Regions from separate parts of the Mus musculus genome. Here regions 2, 3, 4, 5 and 6 are each linked to region 1. The links are chromatin contacts, called in public HiChIP or PLAC-seq, Micro-C and promoter capture Hi-C maps. All regions are on one chromosome and are shown on one strand. The core of a region is the stretch at or near the end of the contact, and the rest is flanking DNA. Distances in the headings are between cores, read along the strand shown.

Region 1 (3,889 bases), core at 856-3,355:
TGGCCTCGAGGCCGGATGTCAGGCTGAAGTTGGTTTCCTTGCCCGCCACGCACTGCCTCAGTGTGCGGTACTTGGTGCTGCAGCTCTGTTCCTTCAGGCACTGATCACTGGCTTTCACACAGTCCAGGCGGTCCCCACCACTCACCTCGGCCGACATCAGCAAATCTACAGGGTGAACAGAAGAACGTTTGAACGCAGCAGACTAGTGGGTACCCTGATTCCAGGTCCCGGGAGGGCAGGGCATGATAGACCTCCACCATCATTCTGAAGGGGCAGATTAGGTAGGAAGCTGGTCCACCCCTCTTCTGGAATTTTCTCACCCCGGGAATACTGCCATCACGCCCCTCCCCGGCTCAACAAGGAAGGTTCCACTGGCTGCCTTAGCGGGATTTGCCGGGGATCCCGCGCAGCCCCAGCGTCCCAAAGCAGAAGCAAGCACTCCTGACCCGCTGGCTGCCCCGCCTCCCCAGGCACCCGAGGCTGCAGTGTCTCCTGGCCAGCAGCGGGCAAAAGGGCACTGAGCTGAACAGCGAGGCTGGGTGCTTGGCACCCTTAGCGCTCTGAACGAAAGGCAGACGAGTGCCACAGTCTGCCCCGCGGGTGCGCAGAGACGTTTTTCCCTTAAAAGTTTTCCATTCCAAGTTTGCTCTCTTCCGACCCCAGCGGTATTTGACCACACTCCACCTGCCGGAGCGTCTCAGGGAGCTCCGACTTCCAAAGGGGAGTAACGCCCTGGGATGGAAGCCTACGACCCCTCAATTTTCCACCAGGCTGGGTTATTAGTTTTTGTTTTGTTTTGTTTCTCACCCCCTTTAAACACGGCAAAATAAAATCAACCGCTCAAAGACGCGCCAGCACTGCTTCCCAATCCCAGAGATTCTTGAACCTCTTCACCCCCTAGCGAAACTTCTTCCACCCACACTCAAGGCACCCACCCGCAATTCTGGAGTGGCTGCCGCAAGGGACCCCCCAATGAAAGACTCTGGATGAGAAAGCCAGCAGCGGTCTCGACTTACCCAGGAGTGGCAGCACGAAGTACAGAGTGGCTAGGAACATGGTGCCGCCGCGCAGCTGGTCCCCGCCCCCCCAAAATCCAAAGCCGCCACCGGATCTCGCGGAGAGAGCTCAGCGTGCAGAGATCCCCGGGCGACTGCGCTCCTCTGGCCACTCAAAGTTAAGCTCCATCCAGGGTGAGAGCAGACTCCCCGTTGCTCTGCCGCCCACCGCCGCCAGGGACTCAGCTCCGAGCGGGCGCGAGGGCGGGAGGCGGACCCGCTTTTAGGGGTTCAGTTCCGACCCAACCTGGAAGGAAGAGCGCGCTTTGAAATGAGAGCCCAGAGTGCTGAAGCCTCCAGCTCCCGCCCCTCTCCCCTCCCCCGCTCCCGCCTCGGGGGACTTCTCAACGCTACCCCCACTCGGGTCCGAGAGCAGGAGGTGCGAATTCATCTATTACGGGCACGAGGAAGCTCCGGAACCCGGGTTCTGGAGCTGGTAAGGTCCGCTAGGGCTCCCAACGTTCAAAGCTGGAGGATATCGCGCACAACCCAAGAGGCTGAACGCAAGCAAATAAATAACCATTACTTTCAGAGCAAGCGCCGGAAGCTAGCTGGCGCTGCCCGGAGTCGGAGCCTCGGTGGCGAAGGCTTCTTAGCCAACCCCGCTGGACCAAGACCCTGCTCCGGCTCCGGGAAGTTGGCCGCCCTCCCTGGCTCTCGCCCGACCACTCACTTGCTGGCTCGATCACTAGCGTTCTAGCTCTTCTGTCCCCGGCCACCGATCGCTACCCCAGTCACCGTCATCCCCTCCCCTGGACGAGCCTCTCTTCCCAGGCAGTCCGGCAAGAGGAAACTGACATCCCGCATCCCGCCTGGTACTGAAACCTGGCTTCTCCGCCCCTACTCCTACCTGCCGCTCATCCTGGGCTCCTTCCTAGACTTCAGTGCTTCACACGCACTTGCCTAGCGCCCGAACTCCTGTGCATCCACACCACTGCCCCGTGAGAGCGAGCTAGTCCACAGCATCTGCACACCCCAGCAGGTGCAGCCCCGCACCACTAGCGCCCCCCTGGCCCCAAAGTTGGAGGACGCCAGCAAAATGGAAAGGGATGGCTGGAGGGGAGGTGGCGATGGGTTCTCAAGTGGAATGAGAAAACTCTAAATGCCACGAACCTGAACCCAATTGACCGGTGTCCAGCTGCAGCGAGTAGCCAGTGTTTGTTTATTTATTCTTTGGGGTGTCCCCGCCTCCTCTTTCTCTTTCCGGCCTCACTTTCTCTGTGCTAGGTAAAAAAACGATGCCACAATCTGCTACAGCTCGGAGGACAGAGTTGGCCAGGACGATTTCCGAGCAGACCTCCCCGCCCCGGCTCGATGCCCGGTAGGGATGTCAGCGGTTATTGGAAGCGGTGGGAGGATAGCATGCCCAGATTGGTTTTGGCTAAAGGCCCCTCAGGCTGCTTCTGCTCCTGCCTCCGGGCAGCGCAGGGCCGGCTCTTCTGTGAAGCGCAGTTCCTCCGTCCGCCACAGCAGACTTACAGGCTGGCTGGCGGTGGGACCCAAGGCCAACAGGCAAGCAGGCTCAGGACCCGCAGCGCTACGCCGCCGCCGTCGCGGAGACTGCGCACCCCCACCCCCTTCAGTGCACAAGGGCTCTTTCTTTAGTGCAACACAGCAACCCATCCAGACCCTTTTGAACACAAAGTTGTTTTTTTTTCTCCACGTCATTCGCGGCTGTGACTCAAGACTTGGCAAGATTCAGACTCACTCAGACCTAAGCCCTGAGCGGCGATCCGGGATGCACCCACCCATTGATAAAATGCTTGTGCGAGCTCATGCACCTCTCTCCTCCTGGTATGACAGCGAGACAAAGCAAAGTCCACCCCAGCCCACTGCACTGAAGTCTGATCAGACCCAGCTTTAGGTAATTTTATAAGATGATTTCCATCTTTACTGTTTCAAGAGTAAATTTTTTTTCAAAAACATTTTATAAACAGAACACATCCACAGCCCTTCACCCCAACTTCAAGGATCGCTCCAGCGATGCTGCTGAACCCCGCTCTCCGTGACACCCGCTGTCCTTTAGGGGTCCAGAGATCTGTCTAGAGTATGTCCGTAGTAGTGTTTGACCGACCAGCTCGCTGCTTGGGGCTTGTGTCAGAGATCTTTTCTATGTCCAAGTTCATCATCTCTCAGGAAAACAGAGTTTGAATCGAATCTATGAGCCCAGCTGTCAAATCTGCAAACCCATCACCACAGACAATGGGCCGCCAAGGAGAACAAAAAAAGAGACGCTCTTTTTTTGATCCAGAGTGTTAATTGAAAAGGGCAAAGGCTTTAGTTTAAGGCGTAAGGGCCGGGAGAAGAGGAGGAGGGATGGGTAGCCCTCCATTCAAGTACACATCAGCCAGGCGTGCCCTTCAGCTGTGGCGGCTGTAGCATTGTTTGGAGTCCTCAAAGAGTCTGTGCCTCTGTGAGCAACCTGAACCCAGGGGACATCCCGCCAGTGCTAGCTCCTCCTTTGCCTTGCACGTGTTCCTCAGGGGCAGGTATGAAGTGTCTGAAGCCTTCGCCAGGAACCCCTCCCCCGGTGTCACATTCAATCACACCAGACTTACACAGATTTCCAGTTCAGTGTATCAGTTTACACTCCGTCGTTGAGTAAACAAAGAAAGCATATGTCACATTTTTTTTGCGACAGATGGTTCGATCCAAGGGCTACTTAAGTTCTTTCTCTAGCGATAGTCAGAAGTCTACAGGGTGGAACTACTGTGGGAGATGGAATTGAGTCTTCCAATCAGTGTCTCTGCGTACAGAAGCAGATTTCCATATTTTCACACCAAGGCAAAAATCTCCAGGAAGTGGATGTTAATGAGAAGACTTAGCTGAAGACT
Region 2 (3,956 bases), core at 1,251-3,750, 1.0 Mb before region 1:
AGAGCCTTCTTAGATGACACAGGTAGTTTTTTTTTCCCCTAAGCTCCACACATGTTAAAAGAGATAAAGGCATTTGAACACATGTATGGCAAGCTACATTTGTAACACATATCTATTTTTTTACATGCTAGACTTCCACTCTCAGGGAGATTGTCCCTACTCTCCCTTTGCAGAGGTTTCTATGGGAGCTGTCAGATACATTTGTGTTCAAAACGTTGATCGAGCACTGTATCTGATGCTATCCCAGGCCCTGGAGGCTGAAATTAACAAAGGATTCTTGTACTCATGAAGCTTATATTGTAACAAAGGAGGTCAGACATTAACAAAATTAGTAAAGTATGTAATATGTCAGTTGAGGCGGTGCCATGGAAAAAAATTAAGCAGGAACATGAGCTTCCATGGAGATAGGAAAGTGTTGTCAAGAGAGAGGGAAAGGAGGTGCTATGTTCTACAAGTGGGTCACTTCATCCAGAGGGTTTTGGAGACTGGGTCAAAATAGAAAGTTTAAGCCAACAATGTGAAATGCTTTATTAGAAGCAGACTGTCTTAATCAGTGCTTTGTTGCTCTGAAGAGATACCATGACCACAGCAACTCTTGTAAAGAAAACATTTCATTGGGGCTAGTTTACAGTTCAGAGGTTTAGTCCATTATCATCATGGTGGGAAGTATAGCTGCATGCAGGCAGATATGGTGCTGGAGAAAGAGCTGAGAGTCTACATCCAGATTAGCAGGCGGGAGGGAGGGAGGAAGTGAGGGAGAGAGTGAGGGAGAGAGTGAGGGGGAGAGTGAGGGAAAGGGAGAGGAGAGGAGAGGAGAGGAGAGGAGAGGAGAAGAGGAGAAGAGGAGAAGAGGGGGAGGGGGAGAGGGAGAGTGAGGGAAAGGGAGAGGAGAGGAGAGGAGAGGAGAGGAGAGGAGAGGAGAGGAGAGAGATGAGGGAGAGGGGAAGAGGAGGAGGGGAGAGAGGGAGAGGGAGGGAGAGGGGGAGAGGAAGAGGAAGAGGGGAAGAGGAGGAGAGGGGGAGGGGAAGAGGGAGAGGAGGGAGAAAGACTAGGAGACTGGCTTGAGCATTTGAAACCCCTCCAAACCCACCCCAGTGACACACTTAGTCCAACAAGGCCATAGCTCCTAATCTTTGTCAAGTAGCACCACTCCCTTAATGAAAAAGCATTCAAATCTATGAGGCTGTGGGGACCATTCCTATCCAAATCACCACACAGTTAGAGAACAGAGAACATAGATTAGAGGGTAGCAGAAAAGAGATATGGTGGGGGTGGGGGAGAGGGAAGGAGAGATGGCAGACTGTCTTAGTCAGTCTGAAATATAATATTAAATAAAATGACCTGTGAGTTAAAGGCTTGTCCAATGTGTAAGATGTTGGCTACTTTAGGAAATTAGAGCTTGATTTTTCTAATGCCCAGAATACTCTATCTGTAATGATTCCTCTGACATACATTTGTTGCGTGAATGGTAGACGTGTAACTGGCATCCCCTGACTGGGATCATTAGGCAATGAGGCATCATTAGGGAAGAATGTTAGCCTGGCAGAGCACTATGAGAAAGAATGGCTGTAAGGCAATGTGGGGAAACAAAGAAGACAAAGTGGCTATCCCATAATAACCACACTTCCATTTAATGCATTTGGGGAAGAAGTAAAAGGATTTTTTTTTCCTCTCTTAGAGGGACAGCCTAATGCGAGGTCTGCAAAGAGTTTAAATATTAATTTAAACCATAGGCGTTTTTGTTGTTTTGGGTTTTACTTGTTTGTTTGTTGAGATAAGGTCTCAGTATGTTACCCTGGGTGGCCCGGAACTCACAGAAATCCACCTGCCTCTGACTTCTAAATGCTGGGATTAAAGGCATTCACTGTAGGGGGCTAGGGGGAATTTATGCTAGAGTGAGTTGGTAAATCCTGATCGGACACATTAGTCAAACAATGAATTTTGATTGTTGGTCCTTGATGTTTTGTCTCAGGAATGAGACAGTGGCCAAATAACTGAATGGACCTTGGGGCTAGCTTTAGGAATGTAACCTACAGTTTAGCAGGGGAGAAGGAAAAGGGGAAGAAGAGTAAAGCCTGTTGGTGCCATGTTTGCCATGCCTGTTAGAGAGCCCTTCATGCACCACCACGAATGGATCAACCATATATAGTTTTTGATTCCTATAAAGGAATAGAAACTCCAAAAGAACATTAACATTTTTTTTAGAACTGTCAAAAACTGCAGTCAAAAATTCAAAATTCATACACACACACACACACACACACACACATGCAGGTTATGGGGGGGCGGTACAGAAAGGAAGTGACTCTACCTCAAATACACAAATTAGGTGTTTGCGTTGGATAGTTTACAGCGGCAACTCCAATGTACCTCTTCACGACTAAGAGCATTTGGTAACAGAGATATTAAAGGTTCCAGCAGAACTCCGAGATGCCAGAGCAAGCCATTGGCCTATACCGAGCCTATGGACTACAATTCCCAGAAGGCCTTGCAACACATCGGTGTCATCTCTGCTCGCCTCTTGGCCCAGGCCGTGAAAGCATGGCAGCTGCAGAGGCAGAGGTGGTTTCACCTCTGATTGTGGACACAGCTCCTGACACTTCAGGAACAGCCGAGGCCTCTGTAGCAGCATCGGTGGCGGAAGCGGCCAGGACTGAATCGCAAGCCCCGGCCTCCAAGGCCGCCCTGGCTGCTAAGCTCATGTCGCTGAGCGGCGTGTTCGCCGTGCACAAGCCCAAAGGGCCCACTTCAGCCGAGCTGCTGAACCGGCTGAAGGAGAAGCTGCTGGCAGGTACTGCCGCCCGGGTAGGGACCAGGCTGAGGAGTTCTCCACCACACTGGGATTTTTATCTCTAGTCTTTCTTCTTTTACTTACTGACTTACTTTGTGCGTCTGTGGCTCAAGATAGAAAGAGTGACCACCGAATTAACTCTGGACGAAAACCCAGGGCATCTTAGGCTTGGACTTACCCAAGTGCACACTCTTTCAACAGTGGCCCTTTGAGCTTCTCACGGGAAGTACGTGTAGAGTTGGGGGACCAGTCTGCATATACAGGTTTTCACCCTGGTGGCTGCAGCCCAGTTTTCTGTAGTTTGATCCCTCCCAGGGTTTTTGTTTAACTCTTGCGAATGAGTACCACCAGAGGAAATGCAGGCTCTCTACCCCTAAGTTGCAAACTTAAAAGTTTATTTGAAAAGCACATAGGCTGAGTTAGCTAGGATTTAGAAAGGACACCACTTTCACCTTTTAGTGGGCACGGTGATTCGTCTTCTATACAAATGCAGGTTCCTGATCCCCACACTTGCAGACCCTGAAAGTCTGAAGATCTGGGATTATTTTGGAAATTGTGCTCTATTGCTTCAGATTGTGCTTTCTTTCTTCTTCTTTTTTTAATGTAGTATTTTTTGAGGAACATTAAAATAGAAGATGGCCATTTTTCTAACCATTCTTCCTCTTGATCATTTATAACAGGAGCATTAAAAAGCCAAAACCCTTTAGTTTTGTTTTGCGTGTGAATGTGTATGCAGTGTGAGTGTGTGTTTGTAGGTGAGAGGTGATGTTGGCCATCTTCAGACATGGCTTTCCATCTTGTGTATTGAGCCAGAGTACCTCACTTGAACCTAGATCCTGCCAATTAGGCAAGTCTGCCTACTCAGCTTGTTTTAGGGACAACTGGCTAGGAATCAGGGTAGCATTCAGTGTCACCCTCGTGTTTATAGGGGTGCTGGAGATCCAAGCTCTGGTCCTCACTATTGCTTGGCGAGCACTTTACCCTGTGAACAGTCCCCACGGAGCCTTTCTTTTACTGGATTCTCATGTTAAGCTGCATCTGTGGAATCCTATAGGGACATAGGATGAACAGTGGCCGCCTCTTCCCTTAAGTCGGCTTACAGTCTTGTGATCTCTGCAGTTCCAGATTCTCCAGAGCTTCAGCTTAGCTTGTCTTGTTACAGGTA
Region 3 (4,131 bases), core at 1,077-3,576, 1.4 Mb before region 1:
TCTGCCTTTCCTGAGAACTGAGACTGAAACTCGCCGGGGGGGGGGGGGGGGTCCCCACACTCTTCCCAGAAAAATTAGCAGATATGAGCAGCATGACATCAGTGAGATTTGAAGTCCTGTTTCCCCAGAGTGGAGCTGAAGAACATCCCATGTATTCTCTTTTACAGTCCAGGCAATTCTCAAGTCAGCACACTCATTGATCTCTAAGACATTGATCTCTAAGACATAGATCTATTTCCAAAACACAAACGCTCTGACCTGAAACCAAGTTCCCTTCAGTTAGCTGGAAGTCCCTAACTCATCCCAGTAGAGAATGAGATTTTCAGCTCCCAGGAGAGAAAGATAAACTAAGCAGATTTTACCCAGTAAAGAACTAATTCAAAAACTACACCAAAAAAACCTGCTCACAAATCCTAGATGCACAGCTGCCCACTTGTTGCCTGGTCTCTAACTTGAACCAGTTTGCTGCTTGGGCAAAGAAGCTTGCAATTTGGATCTTCTATTTGGGGCCAACATCTGCTTCAATGTCACAATCCAAGGAGCTGAAGCGACCTTGGAAGTCGGGATTTCCAGTGAGGAGACGCCCAAGGCCCCAATCGGCTCCCCCTCCTCGCCCCCAGGTTCCCTCCCTAAGTGGGGAGCAGCAAGAGCCGCCTCTCTTCTACCAAGAGAGGGGCTGTGGCCGCCAATATTCGAGACTGCATGAGGGCAACTTCAGCCTTTCCCTCACAAACTGACCAGATTCCATCAGAACTAAGACAAGACCTCCCGGATAGACGGGGGAGAGAGGCTAAGTGATTTCTCCTGGCGCTCCTCCCCTACCCCGCTGACTCCAGAGCCCTGACCCTGCATTCACAGGTGAGTCACTAAAAAGACTACGTTAGGAAACTAAAGCCTGCCCGCACAGTTCCCTTATGTGAGTTCCATAAATAAGAAACCATAGAGGGAGATCGAGATTCCTTGGCAACCTGAGCGTTTGCCTTATTACCCTCCCATGGGAAAATAAGTGCAGAGGCAGAATTTCCCCTTGCAGGCTTAACTTAGACAACCCCTAAAAAGAGCGAGTACAAGACCCTTTTCCCAGAGGGAGGCATGTAGGGGCGCACCGACGCATCTGCCTCAGGGGCAGCACCTTGAACCCCCTTTTCAAAGGACCTACTATCTGAGGTTTCTGGATTCCAGCCCTGGGGCTCCAAAACCCTTCGGGCATATCCGGACCGGCCCTCCCACCATGGTTTGGCCAAGATCCCTGGCCAGAGCCAAATCCAAGCTCGCTCAGCTGCCAGGACGCCTACGGGCGCTCCACCTGCTGGGCAGTCCACTGGGCTCCTAACTCACACCCCCCCCACGCAGCTTTGGGGTGCAGGATCCGCAAAGGGCATGGCGAGGCAGGTTACAAAGTGGTAGAGAGACGGACCTTGTCAAGAACAGAATAGCACGCCACCCCACCACATTAGGAGTTTTTTCTGCTACCGGACAAGACTTTTCCGGGAATCTGCAAGAAGCCCCTCAACAAGGCAGCATCCATAGAAAGAGCCCTACAACTCGCCCCTTTGCCCCCAGCAGCCCCTTACTGTTGAGACCTTACTAGGGCCCCCCTCGACTGTAGACATCTTTTCCCCAAGGCAAACTGAAACTGGGGGTGACGGGATGGCTCAGGACACACCCTCGGTTCTCCAACAGGTGAGAAGCCTCACTTTGACCTCCAAGCAGAGACCTCTGCCCCAGGGGCCCAGGAGTATCAAATAGCACGGACGGCATTCTACGCCCAGAAGCCCACCGCCCTGTTCGTGACTCCTCGGTCGCCCTCTCTAGGGCTGCGGTCCCTTGGGCGTAGACTGTCCGTTCTGGACACCTGAGTCCGGGATACCCGGAGCAAGTAGGTGCGCCCTGCGCCCTCACCTTTGTAGCGCTCCATCCCGGGCACGGTGTGCGCTGCTATCGGCTCCGCGCTGAGTTCTCCGCGCTGGACTCCGCGCTGGGCTCCGCGCCCCCGCTGAGCGCTGGCCCCTCCCAGTGAAGTCACGCTCGCCGCCCGACCTCCCGGAGTGGCCGCCGCGCCCCTAGCCCTCCGATCCTGACTCCACCCGAGCCGCCCTGGACCCCGCCAGGGATCTCCACAGCCGGTCAGGACAATCAGCGCTCTGGTCCTCACGCACCCCGCACTGGGCTCCCCGTCCCGAACGCAGATCACTTCCTCCAAGTTGGCCCGAGGGCGGCGGCGCGAAAGAAAGAGCCTGGGACGTCCTCAAAGCCCGGGGAAGACTCCGGGAACAGCGAGCTCCCGTAGGTCTCCACCAAGATCTGTTTTCTCCAGTGTTGAGACTGCGAACCCAATGCCGGGAGGAGGAGACTGAGGGCCAGCGGGGAGGTGGAGACGGACCTAGAGCGCCTCCTGCTTGATCCATCAAGCCAGTGCGCCCACATCCTGGGCCCTCCTGGATTAGCTCCTTGAATTTAGAAGCCGCTGGGGGCCGGCTTTCAGTCCACCTTGCCTGGCACCTGTACATCGTGCACACTTTAGAGCACAGGAAATGACCTCCTTGTAGCCTGCTGCCTGAGCCCAGATTTTATGGGCGTCTTAGCCTAGGCTTTCCTGAGGAGGATTACAGTGTCTGGAGCCTCCTCAGCAAGCCTGGTCTTCAAGAAAAGATGGCACCTGTCCGAGGTTATTTTCACCTCGGAACACATTTAATCCTTTTCTTTTGATTCCCTCCAATCCTTCCAAATTCCTAAATCCTCTCCAAAGATTATGGGGTTTTTGTTTGTTTTGTTTGTTTGTTTTTGGTTTTTCGAGACAGGGTTTCTCTGTATAGCCCTGGTTGTCCTGGAACTCACTTTGTAGACCAGGCTGGCCTCGAACTCAGAAATCCGCCTGCCTCTGCCTCCCAAGTGCTGCGATTAAAGGCGTGCGCCGCCACGCCCGGCTACGTTTTCTTTTAAACTTTCGGATTTCACTTTTTAAACCATGCTTGGACTCTCGACAAAGGCCCGGAATATACACTTAGGGAAGGTTTGTTGTTTTCCGAGAGCCCCCTTCATGCTTCCTTGGAGCAGCAGAGTCAGCTTTGATCTCTGCAGATCTTCCGCCCAGCGATCTGCACAAACACTTTTCCTAGTTAGAGCAGCAGCTCACGTGAACAGAGCCCTCCTAGCCAGCCAGGAGCCTCGCTCAGGGCTGCAAAACCCCAGCCTTTCAGTTTGCCCATTCACCCTGAGGTAGCAGGTCGCTGTCTGTCTCCTGTAGTATAAACAAGTTTAGGGGGAAGGGGGTGGACAAAGTCACATGGGAGGAGCCCTAGGGATGCCTACTTCCAAGTCTTATGTGTGTAGGTCAGAGACCTCCACATGCCACATGCACATGAACACACATGCAAGTACACACACACACACACACACACACACACACACACACACACACACACAGTTGGCAGCAAGAATGGGCATCTCCCAAGAGAATCAGGGTAGGAAGAGGTATTCCGCTGGCCTCCTGTACAGTAGCCCTCAAACAGTCGAGCAGCTGTGTTTCTGCCTTAGTGTTCTCATTCCTACCCCTTTCTTCCTCTTGCAAATGGCCCAGCAGGGCACACACCCTCCGTTCTGTGGTGGTTCCAGACTACTCTCAGTGGAGCCCTGGGTTTTCTTTGAAATGCTCAGTATTGGAAAAGAAGCCTCAAGTCTGTGGTCACTGGTCACTTTTGGCCAGACTCCTGCCCTGCCTGCTGAAGCTGAGTGAGCAGGTCAGGCCCCACTCAGCAGGGCTTCCGAGCTAACCTTCACACTGAAGGCTGAAGAAAGCTTGGCCCTGGCTGACACCCCTAGGGTTAAAGGGTCTCCACTCTACAAACGAGCACACAAAGAAGTGAGACTTGTGTAATTTTACAGAGTCAGGACACAAACCAGGCAGAGCCCAGGTTTCCTGACTCCAAATCCTACTTCCCTCACAGCCTTTACCTCAGGCTTTCCTGTGACATTAACTGGGCAGTGCTGTTCCCCCAAATCCTCTGACACCTGTTTCTGCCCTTCAAGAAAGCATGGCACCCCCTTCTAGGCCAGCAAGGCTCTCGTCCGTGTCTTGCCAAGTTCATTAACCCTTCCTTGTCTCCAAACTGGTTATAGCTTCCCTGAATC
Region 4 (3,694 bases), core at 783-3,282, 1.3 Mb before region 1:
GGTTTCAGGGGCGGGGGGGAATACAAAATTTAAGTTCCAAGGCTTGGCTAACATGAGGTTTTAAGTTTTTAATAGAGTGAACTGTTCAACAGAGCTCAGACTTGCCAGCCTTCTCTCTCTCTCTCTCTCTCTCTCTGTGTGTGTGTGTGTGTGTGTGTGTGAGTGTGTGTGTGTGTGTGTGAGTGTGTGTCGGGGGAGGGGGGAGACGGAGACAGACAGACAGACAGGATATTATGTTAGGGTCAGGTGCTTTTGGATTACGATCTTTAACACTTAGCCAGAGAACAGCCACTGGGGGTGCTAAGTGACTGCCCGCTGTGTATGGGATAGCCAGCTCCCATTAGTTATGGTGCCTCCTAAGCCCTAGTGTCAAGTCACCTGCTCTCATCATTGTAACCACTAAGCACTAAGGCTTCTAAACGGGCCTTCAGAGGTTCTGAGCAGGTAGGTTTTTGGTTAACTTGACATCAGCTAGGGAGCGTCTGCTGAGAAAATGCCTCCCTCGGGTGGGCTTGTGGGCAAGCCTGTGGGACATTTCTCTGGTTAGTGATGGATGTGGAAGGGCCTGGCCTACTGTGGGCAGTGCCATCCTTGCATGGGTGGGCCTAGGGTGTATAAGAGAACAGACTGGGCAAGCCATGGAGAGCCAGCCACTAGGCAGTACCCGGCCATGGTCTCTGCTTCAGTTCCAGCCTCCAGGCTCCTGTTCTCGCTTCCCTGAACATGGCGTCTAGTCTGGAAGGTGCAGCAAACCTTCTCGCCTCAGATGGCTTTTATCTGAGTGTTTATCACAGCAGTACAACAAACTAACATAGGTCCTTACTTGGAGACCCACAGATTAAAATGATCCAGATTTTCCTTGTGTGTGTGTGTGTGTGTGTGTGTGTGTGTCTGTCTGTCTGTCTGTGTGTCTGTGTGTGTGTCTGTCTGTGTGTCTGTGTCTGTGTGTGTGTGTGTGTGTGTGTCTCTGTGAGTGTGAAAGCTGGTCCAGAGTTTCAACATCCTTAAGGTATTTGAAAATACTTCCTTGACCAAAAAAGTCTCTACCATCATTTGTCAAGTGGGCATTGCTGGATTATTCTTGGAAGCTGACCTTCATTTTCATCCAGGCTACAGGATACTGCCAGGTCCTAAATTAGACACCTGTGAGCTAACAATTAAGGGCTGGTCCCAGTCCATGTTGCTTATTTAAACCGGTGAGTCCACAGTTTCCTTTTAGAATGTCTTAGCAAATGCCATGGGTACAGGGTCAACATAAGCAAAGGAAGAGTCAGGCATGGTGGTGCTGCCTGTAATCCACAGCTGGAGAGGTACAAGCTGGAAGATTTACCTGGGAATCCCAGAGTTCCAGGACAGCCTGGGCCACAGAGCAAGGCCCAGTCTCAGACACATACAAAATGGAACAAATAAAGACAGGGCACTACACGAAACGCAAAGCTACACATTTGTTAGGCTAAGCACTGTACAGGGTTATTTCTACAGCCTCTTTCTCTCTCTCTCCCTTTCCCTCTCCCTCTCCCTCTCCACCCACCTCTGTGTGTGTGTGTGTGTGTGTGTGTGTGTGTGTGTGTGTGTGTGTGTATGCAGGTGCCCACAGAGGTCAGAGGGTGTCAGATCCCCTGGAGCTGGAATTATAAATGGTTGTGTGCTGCCCAGTACGGGTGCTGGAAGCTGAACTTGGGTCTTCTTGCTTAAGTAGTTTTAAACTTATAGACATCGCTGCCATAAGACAGAAAAGCACCATGATATCAGAAGATTCATAACTGGATAAGGGAAACATATTGTCCATGTAGGTTCTGTGTACCCCCTCTCTATAAAAAAAAGGGGTCTCAGTGCTATTAATCATTTAATCCCAGAAGCTAAAAATGACCCAGGATGATTTTGAAAAGCTTATATGCTGCCCAAGTATGTAACCTTGAACAAGATCTTCCGTAATTGGCCCCTGCTGAGGTCAGCTGTTCCCTCTGCTCTCTCTTGATCGCCATGTTGTAAACAGCACAAGCCCGAGCAGCCTCTGACTGGCTATTTTAAGTGGAGCTTCTTGTTGTCTTTGGAAAACAATACAGCGCAGCAAACCCACTTCTGTGACCCATGACAGCAGCACTCTGTCAGCTTTCTCAGGGCAGCCGAGGGCAGCCCTGGCAGCCGCCACCAGCTAAGTCCTCAAAGATGGAACTGGCAGAGGCATGCCAGCCCATCTTTCTTCCCATGACAGATGCTTACAGAGTTGTACTTTCTTTGGTTGGAGTTCTCATAAATGGGTACCAAGTGTGCCTGTCAAGCTTCCAAGTCAAATCCCTTAAGCCAGGGTTCACAGCCTGCCACAAGGAACACGCCGCCGATTCTCAAGGTGACTCTCCCCTTTAACTGCTCTTGGGTGTGGTTCTTAGTAGTCACAAGACCCAGAGTCCTTCCCTCTCCATTCGTTTAGGAATCCATTGGGGGATGCCTTAGTAGCTAAGGACCCAAGTACTAGGGAGGCACACAGAAGTAGATGCCCCAAGTTCAGTGGTCAGAAAAGTCCCCTTGTTACATCCTACCCAGTAAGAGATTCTACCTCAAAAGCCAAGGTGCATTATCCTGAGGGGTAACACCAAAGGCTGATTTATGGCTCTACATGTATGCACACACACACACACACACACACACACGACCGTTCTCACACCCATGAACAGGCACCCTCCAACATGCATGCACATGTCTTCATACACGTGTACATGCACCCCCACACATGCTTGTCCTCACACACATGAACATGCACCCCCCCCCCCCCGTACATGTCCTCACAGACATGAATATGTACTCCCCTCACACACATACACAGATTTTCTCAAGCAGGAATCCTATGGCTAATACTGTACAGCATGATGCTTATAACTAAAGAAATCTAAGCAAGAGCTACAAAAATTATTTTGTTCAAGCTACCAACAAGGGTTTCTGCTCTGGGTGGAAAAAAAAAACAGAAGGACCAAAAACTCAGAGAGGGAGTAATCGAGAGATGGACAAAGGCCACTCCAAGGGAACTCCACTACTTGCTATCACCTGAGAATATTCAACGATGCCTGGGTCATGCAGGACTTATTAAGAATACCAGGGGAAGGGGCTGGTGAGATGGCTCAGCAGGTAAGAGCACCTGACTGCTCTTCCGAAGGTCCTGAGTTCAAATCCCAGCAACCACGTGGTGGCTCACAACCATCCCTAACGAGATCTGACTCCCTCTTCTGGTGTGTCTGAAGACAGCTACAGTGTACTTACATATAATAATAAATAAATCTTTAAAAAAAAAAAGAATACCAGGGGAAGGTAATTTCCTGGAGAAACTTTAAAGTTGGCAGCCAGGTCTTTGTAGACTTGGAATAGTCCATATACCAAGATGTAAAAGAAAAAATTTCAAATATTTGTACGTACACGTTTAGAATAACTAAAACCAGAAATGACAAACAGTCAATTAACAGACAAATGGACGTTCAGAACATGATTGAGCTCCATCATGGAATACTATCTAACCGTGAAAAGAAATGAAATACAGATAAATGCTACAGCCTGGATGAATCTGGCAAGCACGGCATCAAATGAAGAAGCCAGAAACCAAAGACCGAGATCGGAGTTAGAGGAGTCATCCAGGCCACGCAGATCCACGAAGAGAGCAGCAGATCAGGGGCTGACAGGCTAGAGAGCGAGCAAGATGAGAAAC
Region 5 (3,994 bases), core at 200-2,699, 1.7 Mb before region 1:
TATTCCAATGCAAGAAGGACTCGGGAGCATTACATAACATTATATAACACTACCGTGCACCCTTCCCTTCTGAGACAATTGGGAACTGTTCGCTTCTCAAGAACTTAATTACAGATTTCCTTTTTACGGCCTGAGGTAGAGGCATTCCCAGGGGTAGATCAGAGGACCTCAGCCCGAGGTCCCATCCTCTGTTCGCATCAGGAATGAAGCCAAAGACTCTAGTTTCGGATTCTCTCGACAATGTGAAGCGAGGAAATGTGGTATGACTTTAAATGCTTTCAGATTTAATCGCCTTGAGTATGTATATATTTTCTTCCCTCATCTTCCCAAAGCTAATCCCACAGTTTTGAGAATCTAGCCACCCTCCCAAGAAATCTGAAATCCCAGTTCATGACGTCAACCCAAAAGGGATAGCACCTTGTGTTGGCTCAGCTCAGATTGCAAAATCCCATGGGTAACGGAGCACAGATGCGGATGTTAAGGTGTTGGTACTGGAGTCAAAAAGTCTGAAGCGTCATTCTCCGTGTTCTTTCCACGAGGGGCGTGGGGGTGGGGCGACGTCATTTACCCTGGACTGAATGTTGCCCTAAACTTCTCCTTTATATTCAGAACTCTTTCATCCTTTTCTTTAGCTGGGACTGGGGCCTGTGTGTGTATCCGACTGGTCCTCGGTGTTGGCAGTTACATCCACAAACCTTCCCTTCCTTTCCCCATCTACTGCACTTGAAGGAGAGAGCACAGCTCCGCGCGAGAACAGCGCCCAGAGAGCCTTTCTGACAGATGCGTACCCTGCTCCAGCAACCCGCCTGGCTGCAAAGTTTCCTCTAATCACTAACACCCACTTCCTATTCCCCCAAGCTGTCATGCTGGCCAGGTCCCCTCGCGATCAGGGAAGAGCCAGGCTGCCTGATGGCAGAACCCCAGTCTCACAGCTAAATTCCTCCAATCCCAGCAGATAGGCTGTCCAAGGCACTCCTGCGTCTCCGAGACGCCTGTAAGGTTCTCTTATAGCTACCAGGAACCGGGCACTAGAGGCGAGGGAACTACGGGGTGCCGAAGGGAAATAAGGGCGCTCTTGCGGGAGCGGCAAAAGGAGAGCTGGGTGCTAAGGTTAACGGAGACTACTGGTTGGCGGGGGGCACAGGAGGCGGCGGGGCGCCGCAGGGGGCGCCGCAGACTAGACTCTGGAAGAAGCCTGAGCAGGAAAGGGCGCGCTCGCTGCAGCCCGTGGGTGCTGGCTGCGTAGTCCGCCCGCAATCTTTGGAGCCTTTCAATCGCGGGTAGGAGGGGGTGCTGGGTGTTGGGGGTGGGGGCACCATTGTCGGGGGCGTGCCTTGGCGGCGATTGGCTGCGGGAGCCTGACGCGCGGCCCCGGGGGCTGGCTGGGGGGGTGGCAGCGAAGGGGGGGGGGGAGGTGCTGGGTGTTGGAGCCGCCGGCCCCGCGCGCTCAGAAACATGCTGAGGTCCCGGCGGCTCTTCCAGCAGCGACAGCGGCTCCAGCAGCAGCGGCGGCGGCGGCGGCGGAGACAGCGCTCGGCTACGGAGGAGAAGGCGCCCGGCGTCCATGCCTCCGGCCCCGAGCCGCGGCTGCCCTGACCTGGCCGCGACCTCCCCGCGCGGGCCCCGCAGCCCCGGCTCCTGGGGTGCTCCCCAGGCGCGGCCCAGCCCCGCCACACCCCCCGCCCCCGGCCTCCGCAGCTCGGCATGGGCGCGGGGGCGCTCGCCCTGGGCGCCTCCGAACCCTGCAACCTGTCGTCCGCCGCGCCGCTGCCCGACGGTGCGGCCACCGCGGCGCGGCTGCTGGTGCTCGCGTCGCCTCCCGCCTCGCTGCTGCCTCCAGCCAGCGAGGGCTCAGCGCCGCTGTCGCAGCAGTGGACCGCGGGTATGGGCCTACTGCTGGCGCTCATCGTTCTGCTCATCGTGGTGGGTAACGTGCTGGTGATCGTGGCCATCGCCAAGACCCCGCGGCTGCAGACGCTCACCAACCTCTTCATCATGTCCCTGGCCAGCGCTGATCTGGTCATGGGATTGCTGGTGGTGCCTTTCGGGGCCACCATCGTGGTGTGGGGCCGCTGGGAGTACGGCTCCTTCTTCTGCGAGCTCTGGACTTCGGTAGATGTGCTGTGTGTGACGGCCAGCATTGAGACCCTGTGTGTCATCGCCCTGGACCGCTACCTCGCCATCACGTCGCCCTTTCGCTACCAGAGTTTGCTGACGCGCGCGCGAGCGCGGGCCCTCGTGTGCACAGTGTGGGCCATCTCGGCGTTGGTGTCCTTCCTGCCCATCCTCATGCACTGGTGGCGGGCCGAGAGCGACGAAGCGCGCCGCTGCTACAACGACCCCAAGTGCTGCGATTTCGTCACCAACAGGGCCTACGCCATCGCCTCGTCCGTCGTCTCCTTCTACGTGCCCCTGTGCATCATGGCCTTCGTGTACCTGCGGGTGTTCCGCGAGGCCCAAAAACAGGTAAAGAAGATCGACAGCTGCGAGCGCCGCTTCCTCGGCGGCCCAGCCCGGCCGCCCTCGCCTGAGCCCTCGCCGTCACCTGGGCCACCGCGCCCCGCAGACTCGCTGGCCAACGGGCGCTCCAGCAAGCGGCGGCCGTCGCGCCTCGTGGCTCTGCGCGAGCAGAAGGCGCTCAAGACACTGGGCATCATCATGGGTGTGTTCACGCTCTGCTGGCTGCCCTTCTTCCTGGCCAACGTGGTGAAGGCTTTCCACCGCGACCTGGTGCCGGATCGCCTCTTCGTCTTCTTCAACTGGCTGGGCTACGCCAACTCGGCCTTCAACCCCATCATCTACTGCCGCAGCCCCGACTTCCGCAAGGCTTTCCAGCGCCTGCTCTGCTGCGCGCGCCGGGCCGCCTGCAGACGCCGCGCAGCCCACGGGGACCGGCCGCGCGCCTCCGGCTGCCTGGCGAGAGCTGGGCCGCCGCCGTCCCCCGGAGCTCCCTCGGACGACGACGACGACGACGCCGGGACCACCCCACCGGCGCGCCTGCTGGAGCCCTGGACCGGCTGCAACGGCGGGACAACCACTGTGGACAGCGATTCGAGCCTGGACGAGCCGGGGCGCCAGGGCTTCTCCTCGGAGTCCAAGGTGTAGAGAGCCAGGCTCTCTGGGCGCACGGACGCCGCTCCCCATAGTCCCGGGCTGGACACGGGCTCTGCATCCCTAGAGGAAGAGAGCCCGCCTGGGCGCCCCTGAGCCGCTCCCCAGGGGAGAGAGGAGATCTCTGTTTACTCAAGACCGAAAGCAGGTGAATGCAAAGCCCACAGATCTATCGAATCATCCGAGACGTACAGAAAAGCCCCGGACCGAGCGTTTGCGCAAAAAGGAAAGTTTAGGAGGAGTTGGGAGAGTGTGGCTTAGTATGGCTTACTGGCTTGTCTTGAGTTCCTTTCTCTCTGAGGTTCGGCCTTTCGTGTGTTTAATGCACCTTCAGGCATTCCCCCCCCCCCCCGCCCCTAGGTGGGTTTTGACACTTTCTGCAAGGACCCGAGTGGAAACTAGGCGGGGAGGGGAGGGGGCAGGATGGAGTCTATCACCTGGCTTTCCGGTTCCACACCTAGGAACCTAAGTATTCAGCTCAGGTTTGGTGTGGGGGCGGGGCCGGTGATAATTAGCCAGGAAGTGTTTCCCTTTGCTTTCTAAAGAAATTGCATACTAATTCCGGAGTACTGGTGTCTCCTGTTCTTAAAGCAAAGGGAAAAGAAGGATGCGAAACAGACAAATCTGGTTTCGAGAAACTATGTGTGGAGCACGGTTCACCTTGCTTTCTCCTAGAGGGCAAACCTTGTGCCCTGCGCGCCTCGGTGGTCCTGCTGTGGGTCCTCTACCTCACTCTGTGCATATTGCACAGCAAGATAGAAAGACTTGTTTATATTAAACAGCTTATTTATGTATCAATACTAGTTGGAAGGACCAGGCGCTGAGTCTCTCTCTGTGACATGTGACTCTGTCAACTAAAGATAGGACAGAACAAAAAGGAAAC
Region 6 (3,712 bases), core at 339-2,838, 1.0 Mb after region 1:
GGACTACCTGGAGCGTCCTAAGACCCAGACCCTTGGTGGAATCAGGTGGCTTTCATAGTCCCTCTAGAGGACTTCACGTCTGTCTTCTCCAGATCTGCTTCTCCCGGGTCTCAGGCAACCTAGCCACCAAGCACAGATATTTTATCCCTCTTAGGATAAATGGCTTCGACCTGGGAGTAACAGATTTAAAGGACGCCAGAAAAAAATTATCATTAATTGTAAAATACCTGCTGGTACTTCACTTTAGAAGAATGTAATTGGCAAAGGGTGTGTGTGTGGGGGGGGGGAGGCGGCTGATGAATAGATAATAGATCTTTAACCACCAATAAACAGAGAGCAGCGCCAGCAGGCTGGGGGGATGTGATCATAATTATGCCTCAGCGTGAGCCAATGGGGACGAGAGAAGTCGGCCCTAAAATCATCCCAAAACCGAAGGCAAGCTCGAAAATGCGGACAGGGCCTAGGACCGGAGACACAATCCTAAGTGCCAGGTTGCGAAACCTGGATTTGTAGAGCAACCCAGCCCTGGGACAACAGATGTCAGAATAAAAATAGGTACAGTAATAATAGCAATAATGGGAACAGTGTCAACGCCACTAAGGACAATGGAACGATAACACAGTCATAACTTCAGCTTCTGACCTAGGACCCAAGACTCCTTTCCCAAATAACCCCACATTTCCCAGAAAGAGCTGTTTTGGGGACAGAAGTGACCACCCTCCAGAAAGGATAAGCAGAAACTCTTGGGTGCAAGCTGGAAGTCCACTGCCACGGTACAGGCGCAGCTGGCCCCTCAGGTTTGAACTTAAAAAAACGAACCAGCCGGGTCAAAGACTGCAAACGCGTGGACCCTGGAACCTCGAAGCTACGCTTGGTTGGAGGGGTGGGAGGACCCCCCCCCTCGAGCGCCTAGGAAACCTCGGGAGTTTTGCTGGGGGTGGGGATTGGTAGGAGTGAAGCGGGTTAGCCCTTGCCCGGAACCAGTCCCCGCCCGCTTACCCTCGCCGGGCGCCCGAAGCCATCTCAGTGACCCGGGCGCGGGCCTCCAGGGGACAACCGCAGCGGAGCTTAGGGTGTGAAGAAATCTGCGTGTCCGTCCGTGATTCAGTCCCATCAGCTCCAGCGCCGCAGGCTTAGGATCCAGGGGTCCGCAGCAAAGGCAGCGCAGCCCCGAGACTCTGCAGGGACCCGGGTGCCCCGGTGGGAGTGGTGTGGGTGCAGTAGGAGGCGGTGGCTGAGGGGGAGGAGGAGGGGGAAAGAGGAGGAGGAGGAAGAGGAGGAGGAGAGGAACGAGGAAGAGGAGGAGAAGAGGGAAGCGGAGGAGGCGAAGGAGGAGGAGAGAAGCCGCAGCGGGCGCCGCAGGAGCGAGGGAGCTAGCCCGGAGCGCAGGGCGAAGACACCAAGAGGTCGGCGGCCGGGCGGGCGGCTGGAGGCACAGCCGGGGCAGTAGCGCCGACTCCGTTCCATTCTGGGCCCGGATCCAGGCCTCCGGGTTCCCAGGCGTTCGCCTCCCTCTGACGCACTTTAAAGAGTCTCCCCCCTTCCACCTCAGGGCGAGTAATAGCGACCAATCATCAAGCCATTTACCAGGCTTCGGAGGAAGCTGTTTATGTGATCCCCGCACTAATTAGGCTCATGAACTAACAAATCGTTTGCACTACTAGTGAAGAAGCGAACACTTCCATGGATTGTCCTTGGACTTAGGGCGCCCTGCCCGCCTTTTGCAAAGGAGAGAAAACTTTTTTTTTGCCTCCCCGAAAACCCCCTCCCTGCCTCTAACTCCAATCTCCCCCCCCCCCACGCCACCTCGCTCAAAAAAATATTACCCCAATCCACGCCTGCAAATTCTTCTGGAAGGATTTTCCCCCCTCTCTCCAGGTTGGGCGCGTTTGGTGCAAGATTCTCGGGATCTTCGGCTTTGCCTCTCCTCCCCCTCCCCCTCCTTTCCTTTTTCCTTTCCTTTCTTCCTTCCTTCCTTTCCTTACCCCCACCCCCACCCCAAACAAACGAGTCCCCCATTCTCCTCGGTCCTCGCCGCGGGCAGCGGGCGGCGGAGGCAGCGCGCCGCGGTCGCCGGGAGCAGGGAGCCCAGCGCGCCCGCTCCTCGGCGCAGCATGTTTCAGCCGGCGCCCAAGCGCTGCTTCACCATCGAGTCGCTGGTGGCCAAGGACAGTCCCCTGCCTGCCTCGCGCTCCGAGGATCCCATCCGTCCCGCGGCACTCAGCTACGCCAATTCCAGTCCCATAAATCCGTTCCTCAACGGCTTCCACTCGGCCGCCGCCGCCGCCGCCGCCGGCAGGGGCGTCTACTCCAACCCGGACTTGGTGTTCGCCGAGGCGGTCTCGCACCCGCCCAACCCCGCCGTGCCGGTGCACCCGGTGCCGCCGCCGCACGCCCTGGCCGCCCACCCCCTGCCCTCCTCGCATTCGCCACACCCCCTCTTCGCCTCGCAGCAGCGGGACCCGTCCACCTTCTACCCCTGGCTCATCCACCGCTACCGATATCTGGGTCATCGCTTCCAAGGTACGTGCCACGTCGCGGAACTGAAGCACGCCGCTCCGGTCGCCTCCTTCATTGCGCCCGGCCTGCTCCGGGTGGGCGCTCCTCGAGGCCTGGACGGGCGGAGGTCAGCCCGGGTTCTTGGTTCTGAAACTGGGCAGCTAGGGGCCCGAGAGGCTTTGGTCCCCAGTCTCTGAAGCTCGTTTGGGTTACTGGCTTGCCCACTCCTTGACCCTTTGTAAAAGGGTGCAAACGAGGTGTCCCGTGGTTCGGGCCGGGGTCGGGCTGGCTGGGACACGATGCTGGGCGACGAAGCCCGCTGTCAAGAAGCTCTGAGCCCGCGAGGTCTTTGAATCCTGTTTCCCTGGACCGTGTTCCCGGCCGGTCTATCACTCAGGGACTCGGACAGGGCCACATGGCCAGGTTCACTGGACTTCAACTCTGCTCTACACTCACTCTATGTCCCCCCAGCCCAGACCCGCAACTTCTAGGTCTTCAACCCCTTTAAGGAGACAAGGAGACCTTGGAAACCTCAGAGCAAACTGTTTCCTTCCTCCTGCTCTGGAGGCCCAGGGAGGGGCGGGAAGAGAGCGAATAGAAACCTCCACAGCTCCACTAGTTCTCTCAGCGACCTGTTTAACCCGGGCACCCGCTGGACGTGGCGGGAAGTCGGGTTCCGTTTGGTCTTTGGTTGCTGATTTTTGTTTTTGTTTTTGTTCTTCCTGAGAGAAAGAAAGAAAGAAAGAAATTAAGAAAGAAATTTAAGAAAAGAAAAGAGAAAATCCAGTCGAGAGAAGGCCCGACAAGGGAAGATCTGTTTGGATATCTTCATTTTTTTCCCCGATTTAGTAATTTTGTATGCTTCTGGGTTGGGGTTGGTAAGAAAGTTAAAACTTTAGGAAAAGGGTTCGAATTAGTTTGCCGACTGCAGTCCATAAAAGACCTACCTCCGCCGGGCGCGATCGATAACGACGGGCTTTTCCATTCAATAACACTTCGCATTCCTGTCAGTCTAGACTCGGGTGTATGCCAGCTCGCCATTTTATATATTTATATATTATTTTAAAACACCCCAACAAAACAAACAAATAAACAAAAACCCAAACCAAAGTAAAACACCTTTTCCCTTAGCTCAGCACTGAATTTGCCTTCACTCCCGCTGAGACTACCGGCTGTTTTTGGGTGGTGGTGGTGGTAAATACATTCACTTCCT

The links. Promoter capture Hi-C pulls out the DNA fragments that hold promoters and counts their contacts. Hi-C and Micro-C count contacts between places; a contact is called where the count stands out from the background. HiChIP or PLAC-seq counts read pairs in DNA pulled down with a chosen protein or histone mark.
Region 2: an H3K27ac HiChIP or PLAC-seq map of large pre-B cells shows a contact between it and region 1, with 2.0 times the contacts expected there. The contact joins the promoter of Trub1 here to the promoter of Gfra1 in region 1. A contact is called at or near these places in 4 of 39 promoter capture datasets (cranial neural crest, embryonic stem cells, hippocampal neurons and 1 more), 2 of 115 datasets of contacts at active chromatin or transcription factors (astrocytes and large pre-B cells) and 1 of 9 other capture datasets (embryonic stem cells).
Region 3: an H3K4me3 HiChIP or PLAC-seq map of embryonic forebrain shows a contact between it and region 1, with 2.6 times the contacts expected there. The contact joins the promoter of Afap1l2 here to the promoter of Gfra1 in region 1. A contact is called at or near these places in 1 of 39 promoter capture datasets (embryonic stem cells) and 1 of 115 datasets of contacts at active chromatin or transcription factors (embryonic forebrain).
Region 4: a contact with region 1 is called in a promoter capture Hi-C map of embryonic stem cells, with 2.6 times the contacts expected there. The contact joins the enhancer-like site here to the promoter of Gfra1 in region 1. A contact is called at or near these places in 3 of 39 promoter capture datasets (embryonic stem cells, hippocampal neurons and pre-B cells) and 2 of 115 datasets of contacts at active chromatin or transcription factors (astrocytes and large pre-B cells).
Region 5: a Micro-C map of embryonic stem cells shows a contact between it and region 1, with 6 times the contacts expected there. The contact joins the promoter of Adrb1 here to the promoter of Gfra1 in region 1. A contact is called at or near these places in 2 of 484 Hi-C or Micro-C datasets (both in embryonic stem cells) and 1 of 115 datasets of contacts at active chromatin or transcription factors (pancreatic cancer cells).
Region 6: a Micro-C map of embryonic stem cells shows a contact between it and region 1, with 4 times the contacts expected there. The contact joins the promoter of Emx2 here to the promoter of Gfra1 in region 1. A contact is called at or near these places in 1 of 39 promoter capture datasets (embryonic stem cells), 5 of 484 Hi-C or Micro-C datasets (all in embryonic stem cells) and 1 of 115 datasets of contacts at active chromatin or transcription factors (bone marrow-derived macrophages).

Annotation. Positions count from the first base shown.
Region 1 is chr19:58,453,293-58,457,181 of GRCm38.p6, forward strand. It overlaps Gfra1 (glial cell line derived neurotrophic factor family receptor alpha 1), which reads right to left and starts at 2,106. Exons shown (of 11, transcript NM_010279.3): 1 at 1,906-2,106; 2 at 1,017-1,302; 3 at 1-165. The coding sequence starts at 1,056. Gm41876 (a long non-coding RNA gene) reads left to right here and starts at 2,857. Exons shown (of 3, transcript XR_877966.1): 1 at 2,857-2,919.
Region 2 is chr19:57,450,406-57,454,361 of GRCm38.p6, forward strand. It overlaps Trub1 (TruB pseudouridine (psi) synthase family member 1), which reads left to right and starts at 2,501. Exons shown (of 8, transcript NM_028115.3): 1 at 2,501-2,791. The coding sequence starts at 2,542.
Region 3 is chr19:57,006,249-57,010,379 of GRCm38.p6, forward strand. It overlaps Afap1l2 (actin filament associated protein 1-like 2), which reads right to left and starts at 2,327. Exons shown (of 19, transcript NM_001177797.1): 1 at 1,903-2,327. The coding sequence starts at 1,918.
Region 4 is chr19:57,139,894-57,143,587 of GRCm38.p6, forward strand. All of the region lies in intron 4 of Ablim1 (actin-binding LIM protein 1), which reads right to left. Among named protein-coding and RNA genes, the nearest start is that of Ablim1, 74 kb to the right of the region's middle. Within about 2 kb of position 2,033, at least 12 of the 459 cell types and tissues checked have an H3K27ac peak or open chromatin away from gene starts, as enhancers often do. A contact at or near this core is called in embryonic stem cells, where this site is marked.
Region 5 is chr19:56,720,668-56,724,661 of GRCm38.p6, forward strand. Adrb1 (adrenergic receptor, beta 1) reads left to right here and starts at 1,450. Exons shown (of 1, transcript NM_007419.3): 1 at 1,450-3,994. The coding sequence starts at 1,705. The coding sequence ends at 3,105.
Region 6 is chr19:59,457,102-59,460,813 of GRCm38.p6, forward strand. Emx2 (empty spiracles homeobox 2) reads left to right here and starts at 1,589. Exons shown (of 3, transcript NM_010132.2): 1 at 1,589-2,523. The coding sequence starts at 2,115. It also overlaps Emx2os.